2 separate regions of the Mus musculus genome follow, and region 1 is linked to region 2. Evidence: chromatin contacts called from public Hi-C data. All regions are on one chromosome and are shown on one strand. Each heading gives the region's core, a stretch centred on a gene start, on an enhancer-like site or on the middle of the called end of the contact. The rest is flanking DNA. Distances are from core to core; before and after follow the strand shown.

What was found. A called contact is a pair of places that touch in the nucleus more often than the background predicts.
Region 1: a contact with region 2 is called in a Hi-C map of granulocyte-monocyte progenitors, with 4 times the contacts expected there. The contact joins two enhancer-like sites. A contact is called at or near these places in 1 of 15 datasets of contacts at CTCF or cohesin (CD8 T cells), 4 of 484 Hi-C or Micro-C datasets (the Ba/F3 cell line, Th1 cells, granulocyte-monocyte progenitors and 1 more), 2 of 115 datasets of contacts at active chromatin or transcription factors (bone marrow-derived macrophages and embryonic stem cells) and 1 of 9 other capture datasets (embryonic stem cells).

The regions. Positions count from the first base shown.
Region 1 is chr1:128,546,575-128,552,500 of GRCm38.p6, forward strand. It overlaps Gm41950 (a long non-coding RNA gene), which reads left to right. Exons shown (of 3, transcript XR_878510.1): 3 at 2,715-2,832. Among named protein-coding and RNA genes, the nearest start is that of Gm41950, 7.2 kb to the left of the region's middle. Within about 2 kb of position 1,842, at least 105 of the 459 cell types and tissues checked have an H3K27ac peak or open chromatin away from gene starts, as enhancers often do. A contact at or near this core is called in the Ba/F3 cell line, CD8 T cells, Th1 cells and 2 more, where this site is marked.
Region 2 is chr1:128,443,046-128,448,724 of GRCm38.p6, forward strand. No RefSeq gene overlaps it. Among named protein-coding and RNA genes, the nearest start is that of Dars, 28 kb to the left of the region's middle. Within about 2 kb of position 4,351, at least 66 of the 459 cell types and tissues checked have an H3K27ac peak or open chromatin away from gene starts, as enhancers often do. A contact at or near this core is called in the Ba/F3 cell line, CD8 T cells, Th1 cells and 2 more, where this site is marked.

The DNA of each region.
Region 1 (5,926 bases), core at 592-3,091, 100 kb after region 2:
GATAGAGTTTCCTCACTGGACCTGGAGTTTACTGTATTTGCATACTCTTCCTGCTCCCTGAGCCCAGAGACCCTCATATCTCAGCTTCTTCTGTTCTGGGATTACAAGCATATACAGACACACACACACACACACACACACACACACACACACACACACACACACACCCCCAACAACACACACACACACACACACACAGACACACACACAGACACACACACACACTTCTTATGTGGATGCTGATGACAGAAATTAGGTTTTCATGCCTGTGGGACAATTCATTTTAACAACTGAACTATTTCTCCAGCATCCACATGGTTCATGTATCCCTTTTGTGACTCTAAAGAATAAGGTCGAGGAAGCCAGGGTTTCTTCTCCCTTTATGAAAGCTGAAGGAAGAAGCAGCTTGAAAGAGAAACATGCTCTGTGGATATTTAAGATGCTCAGGTTCAGCCATCTTCCATCTAAGCTGCATTTGGAACGCATTGTGTGATGGACAGGAGAATATGAGAACAAGAAAGCCCAGCCGGTTATCTACAAGCCACCATCGATCAGGAAGAATTAGCTCATTGTGGTGAGAGGAAGGGAGCAGGAAGAGGGCTGGAAAAGGAAATTGAAAATGCTAATGAGCGTGAAAGCACCTTGGCCCCCTTTCCCTTTCTTTCCTTACTCAGATCTTCCTAAGATTAGGGCCCTGCAGGGAGTACAGGCTCTCTTTGCACTCAAGTTGGAGGTGCTCACAGAGTCGCTGGCTTTACACGCAGGAAGTATGGGTTAAACATCAGCAGCAAGGCCTGGACACAATGTTTCACAAAGATCTCTTTCTATCTTTTGTTCTTTGCGAAGCAAGCGGTCAGGAAAAGGGCTCTTCTGTCAAAAGTGCCTTTTCTTTGGACAAGTCTGGAAAAAGAGAATTCCTCTCACCTTAAAAGAGGATTTGAGGGATAGGGATGTGCCTGAGCTGGTAGAGTTTGCCTCTCATGCATGAGGCCCTGGGTTTGATCTCTGGTATCACAATAACCCACAAATGGCACTATGGACTTGTGATTCCGTACTCTGGAGGTGTAGGCAGGAAGACCAGGAGTTCAAGGTCATTTTCAGTTATTTAGTGAGTTTGAGGTCAGCCTGGGCTATGTGAGATCCTGACCTTCCTCAAACTCCCAAGCTAAAAGAGACGAACTATGATGGAGAGGTGGCCCAACAATTAAGAACTTACCTGAAGAGCACTGGGGTTCGTGTCTCAAGAAAAAAAAATCATCCAAAAAACAAACCACAAGCATCTCAGAGCTGCCCATAACTCCCGCTCCAGAGGATCCCACACTCTCTGCAGGTACTTGTATGTGTGTGGTGCACAGAGCAGGTACACATAGCACATACACACACATAACATGGAAAACAATTTTTCTTTTTTAAAGAGAGATGCCTTCATGATTGGAGTCTTCTGTTTTTGTTGGAACAGCATGTGAGTTTAAGAGTTTTGTGTCGGGGGGGGGGGGCACCAGGGAGATGGTTCAGTGGTAAAGTACTTGCCACACAACTGTGAGGACCTGAGCCTGGACCCCCAGAACTCACATACAAACAGATGTGGCAGTGTGCGTTGATTGTCTCAGTGCTCCTATGGGGAGGGGGAGAACTGCCAGAGACTCAGAAACCAGCTCTGTGGTGTTCCCAGTGATGGACAAGAACAGGGGCATCCTCACTGGAGCCAGGTAGACGGCAAAGACCTATACCCAAGGGTGTCCTCTGGCTTCCACACGTGCAGCATGGCATGCATATTCTTGCACTGACACACATGAGCACATATACACAAAGCATTTTTTTAAGTTCCTATTTTTTAACTACCCCTTTATAGAAAGCTGTGTTTGCTGGTGTTTAGAGGAAGACACAACTTGCACTTGACCGGGACCATAGTCTGGAACTTCCAGGGGTTGAGTTACACCTCCTCCACAGAGGCTCCAGAGTTTGTAGCATCAGGTGTTGAGAAGTGGCCATTTGTTAGAGCAGTGGTAGCTGAAGGACTTAGCTTGGAGGCATGTGTATGCATTAAGCTCACTGTTGTCATTTAGAGTGTCATTTGTAGTGGGCTGATGAACTGTTAGAACTGTAGTCTTCTACCTTGCTAACACTGTAAAAATCACATGGAGAGCCCAACTTTCTCTCTGTGGCCCTGTCTCCCTGCAGTCACATCTCCATTGTGTGTGTGTGTGTGTGTGTGTGTGTGTGTGTGGTTTTAACCATAACAGTGTGTGAAGCTGCTTATGTGAGCTACGTGAAGCAGTCAAATTCACAGAAACAGAAAGTAGAAGGTGGTTTCCAGGGACCGAGGAGAAGAGAAAAAGGGTGAGTCATTGTTTAAAGAGTGTGGCACTTCAGATTTTCAAGATGAGAAAGTTCTAGAAACCCTATCCTATGCTCATCTACTGAACTATAGACAAGAATGCTGTGATGATATTTTATATACTTTGCACTAAAGGGAAAGAAAGAGCAATAGAGACAAAAGTGTTTGGTGTGGTTTGGATATGCTTAGTCCAAGCAAGGTTTATGGAACTTGGTTCTCAGTGTGGTGGAGTTAAAGGTCTGTGAAGAGATGTTTAGAGTATCGGGGTTTGCTGCCCCGAGGGCAGGCTCTTAGGACAGCACAAACCTGACCCCCCAGTGGCTTCCTGGCCTCCTGTTTCATCATATATTCACACGTATTCTCTCTTTCTTGCCAGGATGTCACTCACTATGATGTGATCCAGTCTGAGGAGACTCTCACCAGAGGCTGAACCAATGGAACTGCCCAATCTTGGATGTCTAGCATTCCAGATTTCAAGCTAAATAAACCTCATTCTCCCCCAACCCCGTGTGTGTGTGTGTGTGTGTGTGTGTGAGAGAGAGAGAGAGAGAGAGAGAGAGAGAGAGAGAGAGAGAGAGAGAGAGAGAGAGAGACAGATAGACAGACAGACAGTCAGAGAGACAGACAGAGACCGGCAGACAGTGTGTCTACTGTGGTTTTTAAGACCACATTTCTCACTGGCCTGGAACTTAAGTAGCCTGGCTGTGCGTACCCATGAGCCCCAGGGATCTGCCTGTCCCTGCTTCCTCGTACTCTCACTTTAAGCCACGACCATCACAACTGGCTTTTTTTTTTTTTTTTTAACATAGGTTCCTCAAGCTTGCCAGGAGAGCACTTCCCTGACTGAGCCATCTACCCCTAGACCTACTTTTCTGTCCCTTAAACAATATGCCTTCCAGCCACGGCTTAATCCTTGTGTGCTAGAGCTAAGTGCAAAGCCTGCCACAGACTCTGTGCTGTTCCAGCGTTCAGAACTGGACTCCCAGAGTTCATTCCTTGTGTGACTTCTCTATCTCCCCTGTCACTATCAATTGCTAGCCACTGCATTCTCAGTTTGCGATGAGACTCTCGCCTGTCACCCCCACACACATTTAAATCCTCTCTTATCTTAATCTGTGAGAATCCTGAGTTGATTCCTAGACCTTCCTCTCCCCCTCCCCAGCCTTCCTTATAACCAAGGGACATGCATTGCAGCTAGGGTTTGATGTGTTTTTCTTTAAGTTACAGTTTGTATGTATGTATATAGGTATATCTGTGGTGTGCATGTAGGCATCCATGTGCCACAGAGCTCACATACAGGCCAGAGAACAATTTACAGCGGTTAGCGCTCTTCTTCTACCTGGTGGGTTCTGGGATTGAACACAGGTTACCCGGCTTCGGGAGCAAGTTCCTTAACCCTACGAGCCACCTCACTGGTTGCAGACATTGGCCCCAGGTATCAATCCCGGAATTAGGGAAGATGTACTCAACCATGATGTTTGTTCTTATGGTGAAGTGTTAGAGTCCAACTAGCTTTATGGCCATGAGGAGAAAGTCAGAAAGCAGCATTCCCTTATGGCCTCTGCCTCCGTTCCTATCTCAAGGTTCTGTCCTCATATCTCTGGATGATGGGCTACAAGCTATAAAACGAATAAACTCTTCTCCCCCCGCCCCCCCAAAAAAACTAGCTTTATAGTAGACAAAGTTTATGCATCTCATTGTTTCAGGGGTTCATGTGTATCTGCTTGGTTCTGGTGAGGTCTCTTTGGTGTCAGCTTGGTTCTGCCAGGGCTCTTTTGGCTGTGTTTCACCATGGTAGACAGCACCAAAAGGAGTCCCTCACCAGGCAGGAGGTGGTCAGGGATCTGGGTGATCACACTTTGGTATTTATAACCATCTTTTGTTGAGAACGGGGAGTGAGCTGCAAGAGAATTAGCTGGTTGGCATGGCAGGGCATGCTGGGAGGCTCAGGAGTTCAAGGTTATCCTCAGCTACAGATCGTGTTCTTTAAGGCCAAGCTGGGATTGGAAAGAAAGAGAGAGGAAGGAAGGAAGGAAGGAAGGAAGGAAGGAAGGAAGGAAGGAAGGAAGGAAGGAAGATGGAAAGGACAACAGAAAGTTCTGAGAGATGGCTCAACTGGTCAAAGCTGCTTGCTGCAAAGCCTGGCAGTCTGACTTTGATTCTAGGAACCCACAAGGTAGAAGGAGAACTGACTCCCACAAGTTATCCATTGGTGTAAACACACACACACACACACACACACACACACACACACACACACACACACACACACACGCACACTTATCTCCCACAAGGGAATGTTTTTAAAAACCAACAAACAAAACCCCAAAAGCCCAAATCTCTAATAGACAATACTCCTCCAGACCAGAGCAGCTGGTTCTTTGTTCTTCTGCAAAAGGTGGCCTCTGAGTTTTTGTTTGTTTGTTTGTTTATTGTTGTTAGAAATACTTTCCTCTTGAATGTACTTTTAAGTACACAAGAAGGTTATAAGCCTTGAGCACTCATGCACAAACTTTTTAGTTTCTTCAACTAATTCTTTACTGAGTTTGCTTTCTCGTGATTAGCTTATGTCATTTATAATCAATTCACTACATTGGGCCAACTAACTCGAGTTCTTTTTCTTTTGTTTGTGAGACAAAGTCTTGTGAAGGCCAAGACTGGCCTTGAGCTCCAGTTGTAGGACAGGATGTCCTTGGATCTCGGTTGTCTTGCCTCTACTTCCTAAATGTGGAGACTTCCGATGCTCACTACCTATCTGGTTTTATGCTTATGTTGGGATCAAACCAAAGGAAGTGCTGGGGGTTCGGATACCTGACAACTTGTTCTCTCTCATGGAGAAGCTGTCCGGGGCAATGAGTTTTCTCTGAAGTTGCATGAGGAGCCCCTGAGCCTCAGCCTTGGCAGTACCTCAGCTCTCCTCACTGGGTGCCTGTGTGTGAAGCTGGCTGAATTCACTTTTCATTGTGCAGGGCTCTGTTCCTTTGCCGTCCTGTAGGAGGGCACTGTGTTCCCCTTTGACAGCTCACTCCTGGCATCCAGGGAGAATTGGGCCATTGTCTCATGGGGTTTCCTTTAGGCTGGTCTGAGGAGTGTGAAAGAACCCATTTAAAGGAGTCTGATGAAGAAGAGCAAAATAAAGATCAAACTCCAGCCCAGTCAAAAGCCACTTGTTAACAGACAAGCTGTGCTTCAAAGCGTTTATCGGGAGCAAGGGAGACTTATCGGGAAGCACTATGTGGAGAAAGTGGGCGGGTTTGGGAACATTCATTTGAAGTTCTAAGCAGACCACTGCCGGCCTGGCAGCTGCAGCTTGGACTTATCAGTCAGGCTCTGGGAGTTAAGTGGGCAGTTCTGGCAGATGCTAGTCTGTAGAAGAGAACAAGTCGCCAGTAGTCAGTAATGTTTATTGGAGACTCCCTCCAGCCCCTCTTGTGCTTTTATCCCCTCCTAGGATGGAGACACAGACACAGACACAGACACAGACACAGACACAGACACAGACACAGACACAGACACACACAGAGACACAGACACACACACAGACACAGACATAGACACACACACACACACACACATACACACACACAC
Region 2 (5,679 bases), core at 3,101-5,600:
ACAAAATTGAAAAGAAAATAAATGTTGGAGCTAGAGAGATGGCTCAACAGAGGATCTGGGTTCAAGCCCCAGCCTGGTTCATAATCATCTGTAACTCTAGTTCCAGAGGGTCAGTGGATTTCTGGCCTCTATGGTTACTGCACACATGTGGTGCACAGATATCCATGCAGACAAACCACCCATACACATAAGACAGTAATAAATAAGTCTTAAAAAAAAAAGAAGAAAACTTGAAACAGCACACCTCTAAACCTATGGTGCTATTCCTCCTATGTACATGATGGATTTCAGAGTCTCACACATCCCAGCCTGGAACTCACTATGTAGCCGAGGATGACCTTAAACTTCTGATCTTCCTGTCACCACCTTGCAAATGTTGGGATTTTAGGTGTACACTGCCACAACCAGAGCCTCAAGCATACTAGGTGACACTATACTAACCGAGCTATCTCTTCAACTCCTCTCCTTTTAAAGAAATGACCTTATATTTATACAGTTTATAAAACTTCTTTTATTATTATTTTTCTTTATGCAAGAATATGCTAGCTGGGTAGTGGTGGCACATGCCTTTAATCCCAGCACTTGGGAGGCAGAGGCAGGTGGATTTCTGAGTTTGAGGCCAGCCTGGTCTACAAAGTGAGTTCCAGGCACAGTGGTATATGCCTTTAATTCCAGAGGCAGGTAGATCTTTGAGTCCAAGGCCAGCTTGATTTATAGAGAAAATTCCAGGACAGCCTGGGCCACATAGAGAGACCTGTCTCAAAAAACATACATAAATAAGTAAAACTCTGTACTATAAAGACAAAGTCTTAGGACAGCCAGGGCTACACAGAGAAATGCTGTCTCAAAAAACAAACAAACAAACAAACAAACAAACAAAAACTCAGAAAAAAGTCTAATCATGACTCAGCCAAACACTAAATCATGGATGGATTAACAAACCCTACCAAACTGTTGATCAGCAAAAAGCCAACCATGAGAAAAATCAAGCCAACCTAACCCAAAAAAAAAAGCAAGTCTTAGCAAAACGCCAAGCATGACTCATCAAAATTTCCATCCACGCCTCTACATGATGTTCTTGTAACAGGGAAAAAGCAGGAACCAAGCCATCATGATCTAGCTCTGTTAATGGAGGTAGTTAAATAAAAACAGGCTCAGAATCACAGAACCTATGGAGAAACACGTCTCCATTTTATTTAAAAAAAAAAAAAATCAAGTACACAGAAAAATTAGAAAGAACTTGGACAGGAATGTCCATAGACCCCAGTCTGTGTAGCTGAGCCACATGGCTCTTTGTTTCTGAAGCCAAAATTCAAAAGCTGATTATCTGTAACAGACACCTTGAAAGACACGACTGCCAATGTTCCCTTGAAACCTGTCATTCAAACCTCTGAGTGACTTTAGGGTCCCTGGCAGCTTGGTTGATTCTGGAGACTTGCAGAGCTGACTCAGTCTATACACAAGCTCTAAGTTTCGGATATGTGAACTGGGTGGTTCTTAGAGGAAATGAACCCCTGTCTGAGAACAACAGCTGGAGTGAAATCCCATAAGCCAGGAAAAACAGACACACAATCACAGTAACAGGTGGCTGCTTTCAAAACACAGTTCAGTCTGGCTGCCCGGCACCTGCTCTGGAGCCACAGCCGGCGCTGTCACTCTGCCCTGGTCCACTTTAGCTCATCCCTGACACGCTGTAAGGAAGATGAACTACCTCTCAGAGCAGATCTAAGCCATGGTGGCTTAGATGACTCTGTGGTGGTCACCATTATCTTCCCTGCCACAGAAGAGAGAGTAAGAGAATTTGGAGGCTGGAGGGACCTTGGCACAATTAACTATTTCAACACCTCTTTTTTTTTTCTTTTTTCTTTTGTAGTTGAGTAAGGCTAAGTCCAAGAAAATTAAATAAAAACTTGATCAAGATCTCAGGACCTACCAAAGAACACCCATACCCCTTTTTCGTGAGGAAAAAAAAAAAATCAATCACACAGGAAAAGTTAGGCAGGGAATTTCCCTATACCCAGTTAATGGATTCTGTTGTGAACATGTAAATATCTGTTCTTCCTTCCTTTATCCCATCATTTAAAAATTATTTACTCAAAACATTTTAAATCGTGTCTGAGTGTGTCTGTGTGGCTATGTACACATGAATGTACATTCCCATAGAGGCAGGAAGAGGGCATCAGATCTCCTGGAACTAGGTTTACGTGTGGTGGTTAGCTGTCTGACCTGGAAGCTGGGAACTGAACTCCCCCAGCCTTCTGCAAGAGCAGGACACACTCTTAAGTGCTGAGCCATCTCTCCAGATCCTTATGGTACTTCCTAGATGACTTTCAGAGTGAATTGTTGACCTTTGGCTCCTTTCCCTCCAAGTAGTTGCTTTTAATTTCTCATTTAATTGTCTCCTCTTCCTCCTCCCCCTCCTTCTCTTTTTCTTAGAGTCCCACTATATAGCCCTTGGTGGTCTGGAACTCTTAGCAGAGAACCACCTGCCTCTCCCTCCCCAGTCTTGGCTGTTCTGGAACTTGATTTGTTGACCAGGCTGGCCTTGAACTCACAGAGATCCACCTGCTCCTGTCTCCTGAGCACTGGAATTAAAGGCGTGCAATATCACACAAAGGCTATAGAAGACTCAAGGAGAAAGAATTTCAGAGATGGCAGAAATCCTGTCCAACAGGTGCTATTGCTTCTGATATTTGCTTCCTCTTCCTGGAAGCCTGTCCTATTTTTCCTTCCCACCCTACCCATTGACCTTCCTTCCTCCAAGGATGCTCTCAGCTCTCAACAAGGAGCACCTCTTCTATTGTCCTGTGCTGTAAGATTAAAGGTTATCCTTTAATCTTACAAATCCTCTCAAATGCCACCTCCTTCCAAATGCCCAGTGTCTTTCCTAACTCCAGATTTCTTTTCTTTTCTTTTTTCTTTTTTTTTAGTTTTAATTTCTTAATTAAAATTTTAGGGTATCATACAAAATAATGGATATCATCCATTATACTTCACACTTGTTCCCTCTTTGCCTACCTATTCATGCTGCTCTGATCCAACTCTCTCCCTTCCTCTCTAGTCCCCTCTTAAGCTCTCTGCTTACACACCACACATTACATGCATCTCTATTTCCCACCATGCTAAAGATCTCTCCCTTCCCTCCCATGATCCCCTTTCTAGCTTTGTGACCTGCACACACACACACACACACACACACACACTCACACACACATGCTCAAACACATACATAACTTTAAAACACAGTATTTGCCTTTCTGACAATTGTCTGGATGATTTCACTTAATACAATTGAATGAAAAAATGAAGTGGAAGGCAGAGGACATGACCCCTTAAGTATGGAGATTTTTGCTGTAGATATAAAGGAGAAAGCCACAAGAGGGAAGAACATGCTTGACTTGGCCAGCAGAGTAAACCGGTTTCCGAGATCTAACAATAATAGCTACACCATCTTCCCAAAAATGCCACGATTTAGTTTTTTTCTTTACAACTGCATAAAACTCTATTATCTACACATACTGCATTTTCTTTAGCCATTCATCTGTTGATGAACATCTAGGCTGGTTACATTTCCTGTCTATTGAAAGCAATGAAGCTATTATTCACGTGGCTAAGCAAGTATTCCTGTGCTGGTCTAGAGTCCTTTGTGTGTATCTTTACCAACCTAAGTTTGTTAAGTCTCCAGTTTCTTGTAAATCCACAGCTCTGACTTGCCTCTTTACCTTTTCTCTTTCTTACTTGGAGACAGGGTTTCATGTTAGCCCAGGCTGACCTGGGACTTAGATATAGCTGAGGATGACCCTACCTCTGGAGTTACAGCTGTGTACTCAATGCCTGGTGTTATGCAGCACTGGGGGAGAACCCACAGCTTTCTGAGTGCTAGGCAGGTACTCTCCCAACTAACCAACTGAGCTGCAGCCTCAGCCCTTTGCTCTCTTTTTAAAAAAAGATTCTGTTTTATTTTTTAAACTCTCTCTCTCTCTCTCTCTCTCTCTCTCTCTCTCTCTGTGTGTGTGTGTGTGTGTGTGTGTGAGAAAGAGAGAGAGAGAGAGAGAGAGAGAGAGAGAGAGAAGGTATCTGAAGGTCAGAAGGTATTGGAGATTGGAGGCCTGGAGCTGGAGTCCCTCCATGAGTTCTGGGAACCCAGCTGGGGTCATCTGGAAGACAGTATATGCTCTTAACAGTGGCACCATCTTTACAGCCTGCTCTGTCTATCTCTTGAAGGGATTCCAGATAAAAGGTGTGGTGAACAAGGTGCCTTTAGCAGCGGGGTATGACACATAGGACATCCTCTCGCATCACGGGCTACCTTCTACCACTTCTGCTGTCGCCACCAACCCCAAGTTTCTCTTTGTCACTTCCTCTGTACTGCCACCAACTGCCAGCAGCAGCCTGTGCACCTCCCTTTCCAAGGCCGAGTCAGATCTAGTGTGAAGCTCTTGAGGAAGAAGTGGTTTAAGGAGATGGATAGTTCTGTCTCCCTTGTTCTACATTTATAGTTCTGGGCCACAGAGCGAGCAGAGGAGCATGTTCTAACTTGGAATTCTTGAGAAGGTCTGCAGAGCTGGCTAGAAAGTTGGGCCTGTGGTTTGAAGTTCCTTCTGCCTTTGATTTTACAATGAGTGCAGAGTGAAGTTGAGTAACAGATCTCTTGCCCAAGTAGTAAGGGACACCACAAAGCATCCCAAGGGCAGCTGGTGGCTGGTCCATCTTCAAGGTCAAATGTCTGTATATAGGAAGTGTGGGCTGCTGTTATCAATGCCATCTGACCTTAGGAGAATGTGTTGTGTGGGTATGAATAGGTACATACGTGCATGCATGTGTAAGTGCAAATGGAGGGCAATACCAAATAGTTTCCTCTACTCCCAGCTTACTTTTAAAAAACAGACTTTGTCCCTCAACTGAAGAATGGATAAAGAAGGTGCATTTACACAATGGAATACTATTCAGCTATTAAAAATGATGACATGATGAAATTTTCAGGCAAATAGATGGAACTGGAAAAGATCATGTGGAGTGAGGCAACCCAGACTCAGAAAGACACATATGGTATATACTTGCTTATAAGTAGATAGTAGCCATAAAGCATAGTATAACCATGCTATAATCCACAGATTCAAAGAAACTAACAAGGGGAGAAGATTGAATCTCACTAAGAAGGGGAAATAGAATAGACATGGAGGGTGTGAATGGAGGGAGGGACCTGGGTAGGAGAAGGGCTGGGGAGGGGAGTAGGAGGGATTCAGTGGACAGGCTGTGGAGAGAGGGGAGAACTGGAAATTGTGGGGGGAGGGCATTTCTAGGACAAGCTAGAAACCTAAGTCAATGGAAACTTGAAGGACTCTGTGAAGGTGATCCTAGTTAAGACTCTTAGCAATAGGGGATATGGAGCCTGAAATGGCCATCTCCTGTGACTAGAAAAGACTTCCAATGGAGGGATTGGGACTCCAACCCAGCCACAAAACCTTAGACCCACACTTTCTTCTGTCAACAAGATGTGCTGGAGTAAAGATGGAGCAGAAATGGAGGGGACAGCCAACCAGTGACTTACCCATCTTGAGATCCATGCCACAAGACAAAGCCCATCCCTGACACTATTAATAATAATCTGCTATATTTCCAGAAAAGTGCCTGCATAACTGTCATTTGAGAGGCTTCACCCAGCAACTGATTGAAACA